2 separate regions of the Mus musculus genome follow, and region 2 is linked to region 1. Evidence: chromatin contacts called from public promoter capture Hi-C data. All regions are on one chromosome and are shown on one strand. The core of a region is the stretch at or near the end of the contact, and the rest is flanking DNA. Distances in the headings are between cores, read along the strand shown.

Region 1 (7,579 bases), core at 2,528-5,027:
TCCAGTGGGCAGAGTGAGCCGCTGTGGTTGGTTAGAGAAGGTCTGGAAACAGGAAGACTGGGAGGCCGTGTACCAGGAGAAGAAGCAAGACCCAGGTAGCAAGTGGTGTGTGGGGCTCTGTGACCAAGCTGGGAACTTGCCTATAGTTTGGTGCAGTGCAATTTGGTGCAGTGTGGGTGTGCATTGGCCAGTGAGGAGGGGGCCCAGTTGAGAACTGTTGAGCGCCCCAGTCTTGGGGAAGGTGGAGAGTCTGGTGCAGTGTGCAACCTTCCTAACATTGCTTGTCCTTTAACACAGTCCCTCTCATTGTGGTGACCCCCAACCATAAAACTATCTTAGTTGCTACTCCATAGCTGTAATTTTGCAACTGTTATGAATCTGCGGTTTTTGACAGTCATTCAATTTCCCCAAAGGAGGTGTGACCCACAGGTTGAGAACCACTGGTCTGTGGCAAATCTTGGAGAGGGAAATGAACCTCAAGAAGTCATTGAATTGAAGTGCAAAAGAAACCTGAGGGCTAAAGTCACAGTGATCTGGGGCCAGGCTTTCTATCAGAATGCATGTGAGGTATCTGCTACTCAAAAGGCCGCTCATTGGCCAGGCCCTTTCTCTGGAAGCTGTAGAGAGCAGATCAGGGCCCACTTACTGGTACAGAAGACACTGTCTTTACCCTTCTGTACCTACTCCATTGTCCGAGTCTGGGCATTCAGGATGGGCTGGCCAAGGGCAGCAAGGCAGACACATAGTCCTCTGGCTTCCAGCCATCAGACTTTTCCGGGAATGGCTGACGTGGGCCACTCTGTTCTTTTGAATCTGAGCCTATGTAGCAGTAGAGGCCTAATTAATTAAGTAATGCTGAAGCCTTGGGACTCTCCCAAAGGCAGCACACAGGGGAGGGGTTGGTGAGGCCTGAGAACGTTCTACCCCACCCCCATCCCCAGTGCTGGAATCCAGAGGCTCCTGAGTGTCATTGGAACTAAAGCCTGCACTTAAGTGCTTCCACAGAGACAAAGAAATCATAAATCAAGAGCGGGCAACCCCGCCCACGCACTGCTAACCACCACGCCAACCTGCTTCTCCAGACACCCAGGCAGTTTGCAGCTCAGAAATGAAGCCAGAATAGGCTGATCTCTCCCTCCACAGCAGCACCTACAGACCCATGACCCCAAGAAGGCACTGCTGCAGAATGGCTGCTCCCACCCTCTCTCCAGACTCCCCCACCCCAGAACTTCACACTCTCTACCCACTCCCCACAGCACTGATTCATAATGGAGCAGGTTTTTGGTTTATCAGACTAAGGCCACGGTGTGGCCACTGAATAAAATGAGAAGAAAGGTTGTCATCCAAAACCCACCACCCACTCTGAAGCTGTTAGGTGATAATGAAGCTCACTGAGTACCCAGCATTGAGCCCTGAGACCATGTGGTGAGTTCCTTGTTGTGTGCTGGCTGGCCCTGTGGCCAGGAGATGAACATGGAAGCCAGATCTGACCAGGATGAATTACTTCACTACGGTGTCCCCAACTATAGAAGGGTAATATGAATGCTGATAATGTGATTAAATGAGTTACTACATGCTTATCACACTGCCTGACACATTTCTAGCTTTTTTTTAATAGATCTAATAAAGAAACACCTCCTTTACTCAATCATCTTATATGTATCCTGTAGTAACAATTTCTACATTCTGAATGAAAAGGAGAAAAACATGCTTCTATTTTTCCTCCAAGACTGGATAGGAAATTTCCTCTTGCATATGAGTTATGCTCAAATACAGAAGTCTCTGGAAAGGAGTTTGCCAAGCACCAGTATGAGGGAAAAGCCACAGGCACAAAAACACGGCAAGGACTGGCCGGCCCCTGGAAGGCTTCCAGCAGCAAACCGTCCAGCACCACGGACAGTTCCAGCGAGCCACTAGGCCTGGAAGGGAAGTTGTCCTTCTGGCCTGGCACATCTGGGAGAGGGAGCCTTTTGCTGAAGGGGGTCTGTCTTCCCCTGACTGTGACCCCTGTATCCTTCAGATGTAAAAGCTCTGCCTTCTTATTTGGGAGCTAAAGACCTGGAAGAATCCAGCCCATTGCCTTCCTCACTCCAGTTTTTATGCCTCTTGCCCTTACCCTGCCAAGGTGTGCCACACTGCAGATGGAGTGATAGAGGCATAATGAAACACAAAGAAAAGGGAGGTGGCATGAAGACCATGAAGCAGGTCTTAACAGCCTGGAACCAGATGTGCCAGGGCATAAGAACAACTTCCCTGTGGGGGGTGTGATGGGGGCAGATAGCATCTTTGCTGTACCAGGATTGAGGAAGGATGAAGTAAGAGTATACCCATGGCCCTGGCACAGAACAAGTGAGTCCGCATCTTGTCATAGAGGAATGGAGGAGGCGAGAGTTGGGTGTGAGTCCCAAAATGAACTGGCTTCATTCTCAGGAACAGCTAAGGATTATTATGTGGGCTGGAGAGCCAAGAGACGAGGTCTGCAGCTTGCTAGGACTGGGAAGTTTATTTTTTGGAAGATTCTACTGTCTGTTAACCACTAGAGAGAAAACTGCTGCCTCCCGTGTCATCCTGCCTCCTGATTTTACTCAGACGGCGCGACAATATATGAATAAATAATCGTTACCATGTAGGGTGTGGAATACCTCTTTAAAAACCATCAGTGTAGCTTTTGTAGAAAAGTCAGAGGAACCCAGAGTATTCTTAAACTAGAGTGTCTGGAGAGCCAAGCAGGTGACAGAGTACATGGAGCAAGCTGAGGGAAAGCGAGTCTCTGGAGTATGTGCTATGAACAAAGGCAGTGGGATAATATTTAAAGTCGTTTTGCTGCACTTTCAGCAGTGTGAATTTTGGTAACCTCTTGATGAACAGAGGCCAAGTGGGCCAGAGGTAGGGCAACTGTGACTTGCCCAACATTATCCAGAGCCACAGCTGTCCTCATATTTAGGCTTCTTCCCTCATTTTAAGGGCAGCTGGGCCATCACAGGGCATGTGACTGGGCAGCTCTCTACTTAGGTGAGTCTCCTCCTTTCAGGAGTACCTGTGTACGGGGTTGAGAGGTTGGGCTAGACCACTTGAGTGCTGCCTTCTCTCCCTGACTCTGGTCTCTGTCACATCATCTTGCAGCTGGCATAAGAAGAGAAGCCAACTTTCCAGCTCTTTCTGTATCTTCTACCAGCTCGGACAGAGACCAGGCTCACAATGCCTTCCCACTCGAGGGATAAGCCAGAGAGTCAGGATGGCCCTGGTGTCTGTCTGCTCTTCACAAGACCCTCCACTGTGACATGAACACAGGGCAGAGCATGTCACAGCAACAATGGCAAATACTGATGCTTCTCATCATGCGTGTACCACACCCTAAGCTGTAGGTACTCCATTTTACAGATAAATAAAGGGACAGTGGGGGCAGAAGGAGAAACAACGTCTCCCTTGGCACTGTTATCTAGTAAGTGGTAGCTCTGGAAGCCATCCTATTTGTCTGCCTCTGGAGCCCAGATCACGATGTCTCCTTCCCGGGTGGGAAGCCCAGTGGAAGAAGCTAAATCCGAGGCTAGCTTGGGATCTGAAGGCTCCTGTGATTCCGCAAGACAGGGAAAGTCCAATCTCAACGTCACCACCACCTCCAATCTCAGCTGACTGGCATCCTCTCTCCTTCCAGTCTGTGGACTGGAACTCGGGCCTCACGTGCCATCTAGGGTCAAAACTCTTCTGAGGACACACTGGGCCCAACGCATAGGCTGATCTGTTCAGCCTGTCGCCTGCAAATCAGGACGCTCAGCGTGTGCAGCCCTCCCGGAAGGAAGGTGAGCCTTCCTAAGCCTCTACTGACAGCAAAGCTGCAGAGGCCCTGCTGCGTGAGACCCAGAAGCTTCCACGCCACTTGTGAGCCCCACTCAAGACTTGGAGGCGGCCGGGGTGGGGGTGGGGTGAGGAAATGCAGAAAAGTGGGCGGAGGCTCTCAAGAGCAGAGGGAGGGTAAGGTCTGGAGAGAAGAGGGCCAGGGAGGAGTTAGAAAGAGGAGTGGGAGAGTAGAAAGGAAGGGAAAATAGGCGGAGCTGGGGGGGGGGGGGGGAGAGACCCGCGCCCGGAAAGCCGAAAAGGAGAGGCCAGGTAGGGGGAGGTCAAAAAGTGTTAGTTTTGACTTCCAGGACCCTGGGTGCAAAGAACGACTCCTCCTCTCAATACTCAAACCCTTAAAGACTGGAATTAGCTGCTAAGACTTTCTGCCTAAGGGCAGGTGGGTCGGAACCAGACCCTGAAGGCTCTGTACCTTCCCCCTCCCTTCCCGGAGGAGGGGATGAGACGGGCTGGGGGCGGGATTGAGGAAGGGGGTTGCTTGCGCTGTGCCTCTGGGTCCCGGCTGCGTGTTCCAGCTGCGAGAACAGATGGAGGCAGCGCGGCTCACCTCGGGGGCTCCGTGCCCGCTGTGCGCCGAAGTCCAGGCTGAGGAGGAGGTCTAGAGCCCCCGGCTCTCCCGTCTCCCACCAGGCTGCGGGGAACCGGCTGCCGCACCCCTCCTCCCAATTGGGGGAACCTCACCCCTATAGGTCCCAGAACTGGGGGAAACATAGGGCCGGTTCCTTCCACTGCTCACCCATCCCCAGGGGCTTGTCTAGGACTACAGCTCGCCAAGATCCCCTTCCCCTTGCTCCCAACCTGGAAACATCTCGGAAGCGGACCCCTGCCCGGACGCGCCCCGCCCCCGGCCCCCGGCCCCCGCCCCGACGACGTCCTATTAGCATGAGCGACGCCAGTGGCCCGGGCACCACTCGGGGGCCGAGACTCACCGCGTCATAGCCCCAAGTGGAGGGAGAAAAAAAAAAAAAAAGAGAGGCGGCGGTGGAGGAAGAGGCAAGAGCGGACGCGCGGGGAGGGCTGGAGAGACGGCGGGCGGCGGCAGCATGCCCCTGGGCGGGTGCACACGGCCTCTCTGCGCGGCAGGGGCTGCTCCTGCTCTCTCTGGGCACCGCGCGTCCAGTCTCCCGCCTCAGCCCCTCGGCTTGCCGGCCTCCGCGGTTGCATCCGAAACAGCGGCAACTGGTCCCTGGAGCATCTAAGAGCAGCGGCGCCGCGCGGGACAATCCTTGATTTTTTTTTTTTTTTCTCCTGAGCTCGGGGATATGAACCCCACAGCCACCTGAAGCACAGGGGGCGCTACGCGGCTAGGACCGCGCCCCCGAAGTACCGTACCCTAGCCTCTGCACTGCGGGACGCCGACACCCGACTCCGGTGGAGGCATCTTAGGAAGAGCAGCGGGTAGGGGCATGGAACCCACCGCGCCAACCGGTCAGGCCCGGGCGGCGGCCACCAAGCTGTCGGAAGCAGTGGGAGCCGCGCTACAAGAGCCCCAGAGGCAGCGGCGCCTGGTGCTGGTCATCGTGTGCGTTGCACTGTTACTGGACAACATGTTGTACATGGTCATCGTGCCCATTGTTCCCGACTATATCGCTCACATGCGCGGGGGCAGCGAGAGCCCTACCCTGATCTCTGAGGTGTGGGAACCCACCCTGCCGCCGCCCACTCTGGCTAATGCCAGCGCCTACTTGGCCAACACCTCGGCGTCCCCGACGGCTGCCGGGTCGGCTCGGTCAATCCTGCGGCCTCGCTACCCCACAGAAAGTGAAGATGTGAAGATAGGCGTGCTATTTGCCTCCAAGGCCATCCTGCAGCTTCTGGTGAACCCCTTAAGCGGGCCTTTCATTGATCGCATGAGCTACGACGTGCCGCTGCTTATTGGCCTGGGCGTCATGTTCGCCTCCACAGTCATGTTTGCCTTTGCAGAAGACTATGCCACGCTCTTCGCTGCGCGCAGTCTACAAGGCCTGGGCTCAGCCTTCGCGGACACGTCTGGCATTGCCATGATCGCCGACAAGTATCCCGAGGAGCCTGAGCGCAGTCGTGCTCTGGGCGTGGCGCTAGCCTTCATCAGCTTTGGAAGCCTAGTGGCGCCACCGTTTGGGGGCATCCTCTACGAGTTCGCGGGCAAGCGTGTACCCTTTCTAGTGCTCGCCGCCGTGTCGCTCTTCGACGCACTCCTACTCCTGGCGGTGGCTAAGCCTTTCTCAGCTGCGGCTCGGGCGCGGGCCAACCTGCCCGTGGGCACACCTATCCATCGCCTCATGCTAGACCCTTACATCGCTGTTGTAGCCGGAGCGCTCACAACTTGTAACATTCCCCTTGCGTTTCTCGAGCCCACCATAGCCACGTGGATGAAGCACACAATGGCGGCATCCGAGTGGGAGATGGGCATGGTTTGGCTGCCGGCTTTCGTGCCACACGTGTTAGGCGTCTATCTCACCGTGCGTCTAGCGGCGCGCTATCCACACCTGCAGTGGCTGTATGGCGCTCTCGGGCTAGCGGTAATCGGAGTGAGCTCTTGCGTCGTACCTGCCTGCCGATCCTTCGCGCCCTTAGTGGTCTCGCTCTGCGGCCTCTGCTTCGGCATCGCGTTGGTGGACACGGCGCTCCTACCCACGCTCGCCTTTCTGGTGGACGTGCGCCACGTATCAGTCTATGGCAGTGTCTATGCCATAGCTGACATCTCCTATTCTGTGGCCTACGCTCTCGGGCCCATAGTAGCAGGCCATATCGTTCACTCACTTGGCTTTGAGCAGCTCAGCCTTGGCATGGGCCTGGCCAACCTGCTCTACGCACCGGTCCTATTGCTCTTGCGTAATGTGGGCCTCCTTACACGCTCGCGTTCCGAGCGCGATGTGCTGCTTGATGAACCGCCGCAGGGTCTGTACGACGCGATGCGCCTGCGTGAGGTGCAGGGCAAGGACGGCGGTGAACCTTGTAGCCCGCCTGGCCCTTTTGATGGCTGTGAGGACGACTACAACTACTACTCCCGCAGCTAGCAGACCCGCTTCTCCTCCAGGCCACCTACCCTCCCCATTTAGGTCAAGATGGTCATTCTTCAAGAGCGCTGGCCAACTTTGGCTTGGGGCCCACCTCCTCTAATGAGTACCCTAGCCCGTCCCCCGCCCTGAATTCCTTTGCTGGAATCCCTTCTCCGTGACCCCTCCCAGTCTAACCCCCTCTCCAAACACACTCGTATTCATTGAGGGAATGGATCAGGGAGGCATTGGGCTCTTGGCAGAGGTGTACCGGTGATCACCAACCACCTACTGAGAGCCCCCAAGTACAGTCATGCATCTGTTTGTCCTTCCTGCGGATCTTTCCAGTGCCAAACTTGGTCTACTACACCCTGGTGCCTCCGGCCTGAATTAATAAACCATATCTGTCTGAGGAGGCCAAGTCTCTTTACTGATGAGGGGTGGGCAGTGTGACACAAAACCTAAGCACACTGGGGTTCACATGTTCAATGCAGACCTGAGGAGGGGTGGAAGCTCTGAAGATCCTTTACTGCCTGGGAAAAGGAAACAACCCCAATCCCCCCCCCCCCCCACACACACACACACACGATAGTCTCTCCTTTCCAAGCCCAGTGTAGCACCTGGAGGTTCCACCCGAGGGAACCTGAGGATCTGCCTGGCCTCGGAGGACAGCTGGCACCAAGGGCTTTCCCACACAGTGGGACCTCGCCTCATCTTGTCAAGAGAGGAGCACAAGGGAGCTGGTT
Region 2 (7,579 bases), core at 2,586-5,085, 390 kb before region 1:
CTCACACACACACACATAAACACACACACACACACACACACACACACACACACACACACGGAGACGTTGAAGCTGACGTGGCTAAGCACCTCACACTCTGTCAGAAAAGCTTTGCCGAAAGTCACAGGCTCTCAGAAGTAGGATCCCCTGTCCAAGTCAGGGGCCATGGGCAGCACCATCCAGCCCTGGAACGGGCGGCTCCATATGCCAAGTGTATAGGTATGGAGGCTTGGTTTATGTGCAGACACCTGCAGCTCAGACCCAGCCAGGATGGGAGGAAGTGCAGGTAGGGGGCCTGACAAGCATAAGCCCCGAGTTTAAGGTGCTTATTTCAATCTTTGTGGAGAGAAGCTGACAGTTCTTTCCCACTGTATCACTGTGTCCCCTGTGGCTCAGCAGAAAGGGGCCAGGGGAAGCAATGGGAGGCAGGACAATGGAAAGTGGGTGCACCGGCCAGACAGACTGACGGACAAAGCATGCAAGAGCTGTGGGCAGGAAAGCACACTGCGTGCATGCTGACTCAGCATGAGGATGCTGACTCAGCATGAGGGACGGCCCAGGCAGATGTCACTTACCCCTCCCCCCTCCAGCTGACACAATGTAGCAGCTAGGCAGGGCTGACCCTCACTCTCTGACCTAAGAAACTGACACATTAGCCTGAAGCAGAAGACATGTTTCCTGAGCATAGACTGCAGAGAGCTAAGGTGAGGAATGGGCTCCACCACACCCCTGCACTCCTGGTTTCTGCTTCCCTTTTGTGTCTTCTGCCTCCATTGACTTTACGGAGCTAAGAGGCCAGTGAGGCAGCTCCTGATTGGGACAAGGAGGGAGAATACAACCGCAAAGTTACCAGCTACGGAGGAAACATGCAGGGTTTTAAAAAACCCTGGAACCAAAACAAACAAAAAGCAAGCAAGAAAGAAAAAAATTCAGCCCTGAAACGACCTTGATCCTTGTCTTGGGGTTACAGAGACCTAAGAATATGGTCATGAGCTGAAGGCTATCTTGGAAATTAGTAAAGCCAAATTTCAGCAGCCTCCAAGAGAGAGGGTCTCACTATCCAGAGGCCCACAGCAGGAAGAACCAGGTGCAGGCTAGAATTGAAAAGATGGGTATCCTTTTTTGTACTACATCCCATTGTGGCCCAGTCTGAAACCCCTTCCTGTACATAGTCCTCTAGAGAGGATTCCTCGCCCCAGTCAAAGGCCAGTTCTTAAACAAGAAAGGTGGCAATACAGAAATGGATGGCACTGATCCAAACAGAAGGACAAGCTTCCTGCAGCCGTGGTTCCATTCCTTCTACAAGCACGTTCTCTGATGTTCCAAAGCCCCAGGCATCCCTTGAGGGCTGAGAACTGGGAGTCACACGGTCCCAGGCCTGTTGAGTGGCCAGAGAAGAGGAAGAAAGAACACAGCAGAAGGGGGAAAAGAGCACAGAAAGGAAGGGCCGAGGGGCTGGGTAGAGAGCCTGGGTGGGTGTCCTGTGATGGCCTGGCTGGAAATCTGCTTCTGTTGGGAATGGGGCGCTCAGAGCCTGGGCTTCTTCACCCACAGTGGTGAACAGGAAGTGATGTGGTTCATGGCTAGTGCAAGTGAGCTATAGTATAAGTCTGTATGTGTGAACTGTGGAAAGAGCAGCAGGAAGGGAGCCTACACTATCCTGGATCAGGGTAGGCTCCATGCGTGCAAGAGCTGCAGGCACACAGATGGCTCCTGCGATGCCCACTGGCGTTAGCCTTTACTGATCATTTCATGAAATTTTTATATATTTTGAAGAAGATCCCCTATGTTTCTGTTTCTCACGGGTCCCACAAGTTACACTGCCGTTTGTGCTTCTCCATGAACCTCGGGTCCCTGGGAACGAGATTCACAGTCTAGCCCCTGCTTTGGGATTTGGTAACGCCGTGAAAAGGAAGAATACAGACAGCTCTCTGAGATGATACCCATGGAGGCCCAGAGTGCAGAGTCTTCTCATGAAGCAGCAGCAGCCTCAGCTGCAGGAAGCAAACACTTCCTTCTCCCAGGATGCAGAAATGGCCACGCGCGCGGCTCCAGCTCGGTCAGCAGGCCATGAAGGTGCGCTTGGTACTATGGCTTGTCATCCCCACTGCCTAAAGACATCCTCCACTGTCTCTAGGATCCAGGGACTTCTAAGTGACAGACAGCAAACCTCTGAAGCACACTGCTTTGTAGCATCATGGGCTGCTGAGGAGGGGCAATAAGCAGGGAGGCCTCCAAACCTAGCCCACCAGTTATCCACTGTGAGTCATCACCTATAACTACCTCCAGGTCAGGGCAAATACTGCCTTGTTTTGTGACAGAGGAAGAAACACGCTCAAGTGAACTTCAGGCCAAATGTAGTTCTAAGGCAATTAGATGTATCTCCCCAGTGTATCCTCATTAGCTGCTAATTCTCATTTTACAGCCAAGATGGAGGTCCAGAGAAGCTGAACAACTTGCTCAAGCTCACACAGCGCATAGCAGAGATGAAATTCAAAACTACGGGATCTGACTTCAAAGACGACTGGTAGTCACTGCTCTGAACCACAGCTTGGCTTTTAATAAGTACTTGAACTGATAGTTTTCTTTTCTGCGAGATGAATGGTGGGACTGGGTGACCAATAAGCTCCCACTCTACCCCTAAATGAAGGCCGAAGACTGTGCAGGCCCTGAGAGTGGGTTTATACGTGAAGTATGTTGGCCTTTCCCTTGCAGATGGAGGTCAGGAGCCATAGGGGAAGCATCTGGTGGAGTGAATGACAGACCCAGGTGAAGGATGATAAGCAGGAGCTACAGGGTGACCCTGGGTACATCCAGGTTGGAATCTAAAGGGTTCAAATTTTCATACCTGTCCCTCTCGTTCTTTGTTTTTAAAATGGGGCTAAAACTGCGCTGTCCTTAGAGGTTGGTGGACTGATAAACTGAGCCAATGTTTTACGCAGTATTTGGATTGATAAAACCTTGATGTTCTTACTTTGAAACACCACTGTGATTAAATGAGATAGTGTACACCTCTTGCTGGTAGTCACCTGGGAAGGGAGAGTCACTAATATACCTTTTGCTGGGGACGGAGCGAAAGAGGTTCTTCAACCGCTGTAAGTGGGAGCCATAAAACTGTGCAAGCCAACAGAGGTGGCCCCCAAAGAAGTGTGTTTGTGGGAAAGGATTCTGATGGATGACACCCTGTCTAACCAGATTTGACCATCTCAGAAGACTCACTAGTAAATCCTCAGTGCCCAGTAGGCTGGGAAGATCCGGTCGCTCCTGACCTCATTTCGGAGCGTCTCCAAAGATAGTTAAAGGAAAGTTGGTGCTGGCAGCAGCTGCGGGTCTCGACTACTACGAAAGACAGAAAGAAGGCGCCGACTTGGGGCTCTGATCGGGCTGGCTTCGCCCTGAGCTCCGCGGCCTGCGACTCAGAAGGGACCAGGAGCTGTCCCGAGAGCAGGTCCCCATCGCGGGACACGGGCAGGACTAGGGACCGGAGGAGACCTGAGTCGGCGCCGCCGTTGCGCCGCCAGGATCGCGGGGTACGAGTGAGTCTCCAGGACCCCATGTAACCCTGGCCTCCCCTCCCGCTCGAGCCCCGGCCTCCCGCGCAGCCGCCCGCCGCGCCGCGCTTACCCGGGGCCGGACCCAGCAGCACGGCCGCCGCCAGCGCTAGGAGCCGCAGCCGCATCTTCCCGCCGCCTCCGCCCGGCGCTGTGACCCGGGAGAGCGCCGCCGCCCGCCGGGCCCGGCCCGCCCCTCGGCCTCCAGCCACAGTTCGGGCCAGCGCTGCTGGGTCTCTGGGTCTACGCCGAGCTGGAGGAGCGGCCTCTCCATCCACTAACTGGGCCAGCCCACGGTGTCCCCTTTCACCACGCCCACGTCTCAGATGAGAAAACTGAGGTGACCCTGGAGATTCACGTTGTACAGAGCTAAGGCGTCCAGGAGGACGTTGTAACGTTGGACGTTGTCCAGGAGACCTTTAGCTCTCCTTGTTCCAAACCCAATTATTCCTAAGAAGGATCCAGAAACTTAGGTACTGGGTTCATCTACAAACCCTGAGCCTGGACAGCACACACACCAGGCATTCCCATCGAGAAGGCTCACAGCAGCTGAGAAACAACTTTCCACTGCTGCCTTGAACTTGGAGAAGGAGATGGGGGCTGGGTGAGGATCCCTGGAAAGTTAAAGGGTTCCCACAGAAGAGTTCAACTTTCCAGGTGAGAGCCTAGAATGTCTGTCATCTCCACGTGCCTCTGAGTCTTCCATCAGTTGCTCTGCTGCAAAGAAATGGTCCCACCCTTGCTACGTTGTTTACCAAATCAGGCTAAAGTTTGACACCCAATGCCTGGTGGTGAACATCAGCAGTCATTTTGTGCTTTATTTGGGGTTCCTTTGTGTGTGTCCAGGATGGGGGTTGGGGGTTCAGAAAACACCACCAGTCAAGTAGAACTTTGTTAAAAGTGGTCCTTGGGGGTGGGCAGGTGGATGAGCAAGGGGGAGGGAGGGTGGGATAGGGGTTTCTGGAGGGGAAACTTGGAAAGGGGATAACATTTGAAATGTAAATAAATAAAATATCCATTTTTTTAAAGTGGTCCTTGGAAGTGGGAGGAGGAGGAGTGGGAAGAGGAGCAAGGGGAAGAGGAAGAGAGAGAGGAGGCAGAAGAGGAGAAACAGAAGTCCCACATCCTTCCACTTCAAGGGCCTGAGGAAGATGGGGAGGGGTGGAGCAAAGCAAGAGAGGTCCTGCCAGGGGGTACTGACCCAGCCAATGGCTACCGACTCCGGGGCAGCTTCAGGGTGGACTGTCCACTCTTTCTGGTTATGTCAGTGGGCTTTGCCCTCTGGGACCTGATCCCAGGGAGAGCCTTCCATGCAGCACAGCTTCCTAGGGACTGGACTTAGCACCAGGAAAGCCAGGATGGAAACAGCAGCTTCCTCAGAAAGCCAGGCCTGCGGAAGCTGAGCTGCTGGGTCAGGCACCAGGGCAAGAAGTAAGGCGACATGAGTGTCATCCCAACTACAAAGAAGGTGGAGGTTTGTTAGTGTAGTCAACTTAACAAGACCTTTTCTACTTTGAATCCCTCCCGGTCAAAGGGTGGTGATGGTGCAGTGCTTGCACCATCAGTAATAAACACATACACATACACACGCACACACACAAAGCAGGGGGACAGAGTTTATGGTCAAACTGAGTCCTACAGTCCAAGAATGCAAACATCCTTCCAAGACGTCCATAAAACAGCACAGAAACTACTCTGCAGGCATGAATAAGTCAGTGACATATTTGATTCCTTCTGTGAGGCCCCAGGTTGAATAAACTGAGGTTCAAAGTGGACCCAAAACATGTCCAGGTTTCTATGGACACGTGGGTTTTTTTTTCTTTGTATGCTCTCTCGAGTGTGCGTGCGTGTGTGTATGTGTGTGTGCGCGTGTGCGTGCGTGTGTGTGTGTGTGTGTGTGTGTGTGTGTGTGTGTGTGCACGTGTGTGTGTGCACGTGTGTGTGTGCACGTGCGCGAGTGCCCATGCATTCATATACACAGACCAGAACATTACCATCACCTGTCAAAATAGAGCCACCAGCTGGGACCCAAGTTTCAACACTTTCCTGTGGGGGACATTTTATAGTCAAACTATAGCAATAAGTGTTACTTTGGTGCCAGGGACTCTGCAGGCTAGCTGGGTACAACAATCTGGTCCAGTCCCTAGGAGGCAGAAAAAAGAGAACCGTAGATCAAAAGGATCTCGAGCAAGGGAGTTAGAATAAATCATATAGACCTGTGAGAGGCCACCTGTATAAGTGACCAGGGGAAAATGTGCCTCTGACCATCAGTTTTCAAATACAAGATGAAGCACCTCAGGCCAGCCTTGCACTCTTAATGAATAAAACCACCACTGAGCAAAAAGAAATAGGAGATGCACAAAATAGAGGCAGTTAAAAAGACCCAGGTATTGTGGATCCTAAAATAATTGCCGAGAAAGATATTACTGAGAAAGAGATTACTGACAGTGTTGAAAATTTTATTATGCTACTGTGTGCTACATGAGTGGTACTCCCTGGATATGGTTCTGAAAACAACGTGTTGATGTTAGCACTTGGGGTCTGGTGTTAAGAGACATGACAGACTACTCTTAAATAAACAAGTAATTGAAATAAAATAAGTATCTATAGCATGTACTCTAAAGTGTGTGTAGAGAGACTGACATGCAGAGAAGGGCCCGGCGAGGAGATGAGACACTAGGTAAACAGCATACAGACTTTAACGTTTAACTGCAACTTTTGTTGTGTTTCGAAGTAAAATCTAGAAATGACCATTTGTTTATGGCCAGTGCAGTGGCCAGTGCCTGTGGTCCTAGCTACTTGGGAGGCTGAGGCAGGAGGATTGCTTGAGTAGATTAGTTCAAGGTCAGCCTTAACAATAGTAGATATCATCTTTAAAAATAAAATGTTTGGGCTAGTGAGATGGCTCAGAGGGAGTGGGGCCTCTCCTAGAAGCCTGAGAGCTGGAATATTGATGTCTAGAACCCTCTAAAAGCCAGCAGGGTGTGGCAGCCCATCTGTAATCTGTATTCCTACTGCAAGGTGGGCAGAGACAGGAAATCACTGAAACAAGCTAACTAGCCAGACTGGCAGAAAAGAAAAACTTCAGGTTCAACACAAGGCCAGCCTCAATATACAATGGAGAGAACGATTAAGGAAGATAATGTCACTGTTGAGCCTCCACTCATATCATGTGTGTGTGTGTGTGTGTGTGTGTGTGTGTGTATACACACATTCATATATGTATATGTTTGTATGTATGTGTGTGTGCCACACAAATGCAAAACACACTCACACATAAGTGCCACACACATACATACACACAAAATGTTTACTGACTAAGATATTCTCACCTTTATTTGACTGATAGCTGGTTACAAGCATCCTATAGTTTTCTAAGATACCATGCCAATTTCCACAGGTCAGTTATTACAAGTTGCCATTGATGCACAATCCTCCTCCAGTTTCAGAGATGTTTTCACACAATAGATCACCTAAGCTTTTATACATCTAAGATGAGCACGTGGCTATCAGAAAGTGCCCATGTTAGCCTCCTAGTAATTAGGAAACAGAAAGTTGAGACATCTTACCACGTCTGACACAGTGGTGCATACTTGCCGAGACAGAGTTCTGAGTATCTGTATGCAGAAGGAAAGACTACCAGCTTGGAGCAGTTCCAAACCAAAAGCCTTATGGAAGCAACAGAGGTCAAAGGAAGGAAGGAAGGAAGGCAGGATGGTCAATGGAGCTGTGTACATGGAAGCCATCAGCTCTCTGCTGGGAATGACAGCTTCACTATCCAGAACCAACCACGAATCACCCTCAGCTGCATTCACCCCTAAACTCACCTAAGGGGCAAGCTGGTTCCACACAACATCATATAAAATTAATGTTGTTAGTTTGGGCATCTTGTTATTATAATTATGTGTATTTAATGTATGAATCTTCTGGTTCGCAGTTGTAGTTCTAAAGTTGGGTGTCGATGTGAGTGTTGCTTAAACCGCTTCAGCAGCAGTAACTTGAATCAGCACAGTTTTAGGAAGCGTGTT

Evidence for each region. Promoter capture Hi-C pulls out the DNA fragments that hold promoters and counts their contacts.
Region 2: a promoter capture Hi-C map of embryonic stem cells shows a contact between it and region 1. The contact joins the promoter of Vstm4 here to the promoter of Chat in region 1. A contact is called at or near these places in 2 of 39 promoter capture datasets (embryonic stem cells and liver).

Annotation. Positions count from the first base shown.
Region 1 is chr14:32,462,107-32,469,685 of GRCm38.p6, reverse strand. It overlaps Chat (choline acetyltransferase), which reads left to right and starts at 3,777. Exons shown (of 16, transcript NM_009891.2): 1 at 3,777-3,879. Slc18a3 (solute carrier family 18 (vesicular monoamine), member 3) reads left to right here and starts at 4,836. Exons shown (of 1, transcript NM_021712.3): 1 at 4,836-7,249. The coding sequence starts at 5,262. The coding sequence ends at 6,854.
Region 2 is chr14:32,853,012-32,860,590 of GRCm38.p6, reverse strand. It overlaps Vstm4 (V-set and transmembrane domain containing 4), which reads right to left and starts at 3,835. Exons shown (of 8, transcript NM_178791.5): 1 at 3,625-3,835. The coding sequence starts at 3,679.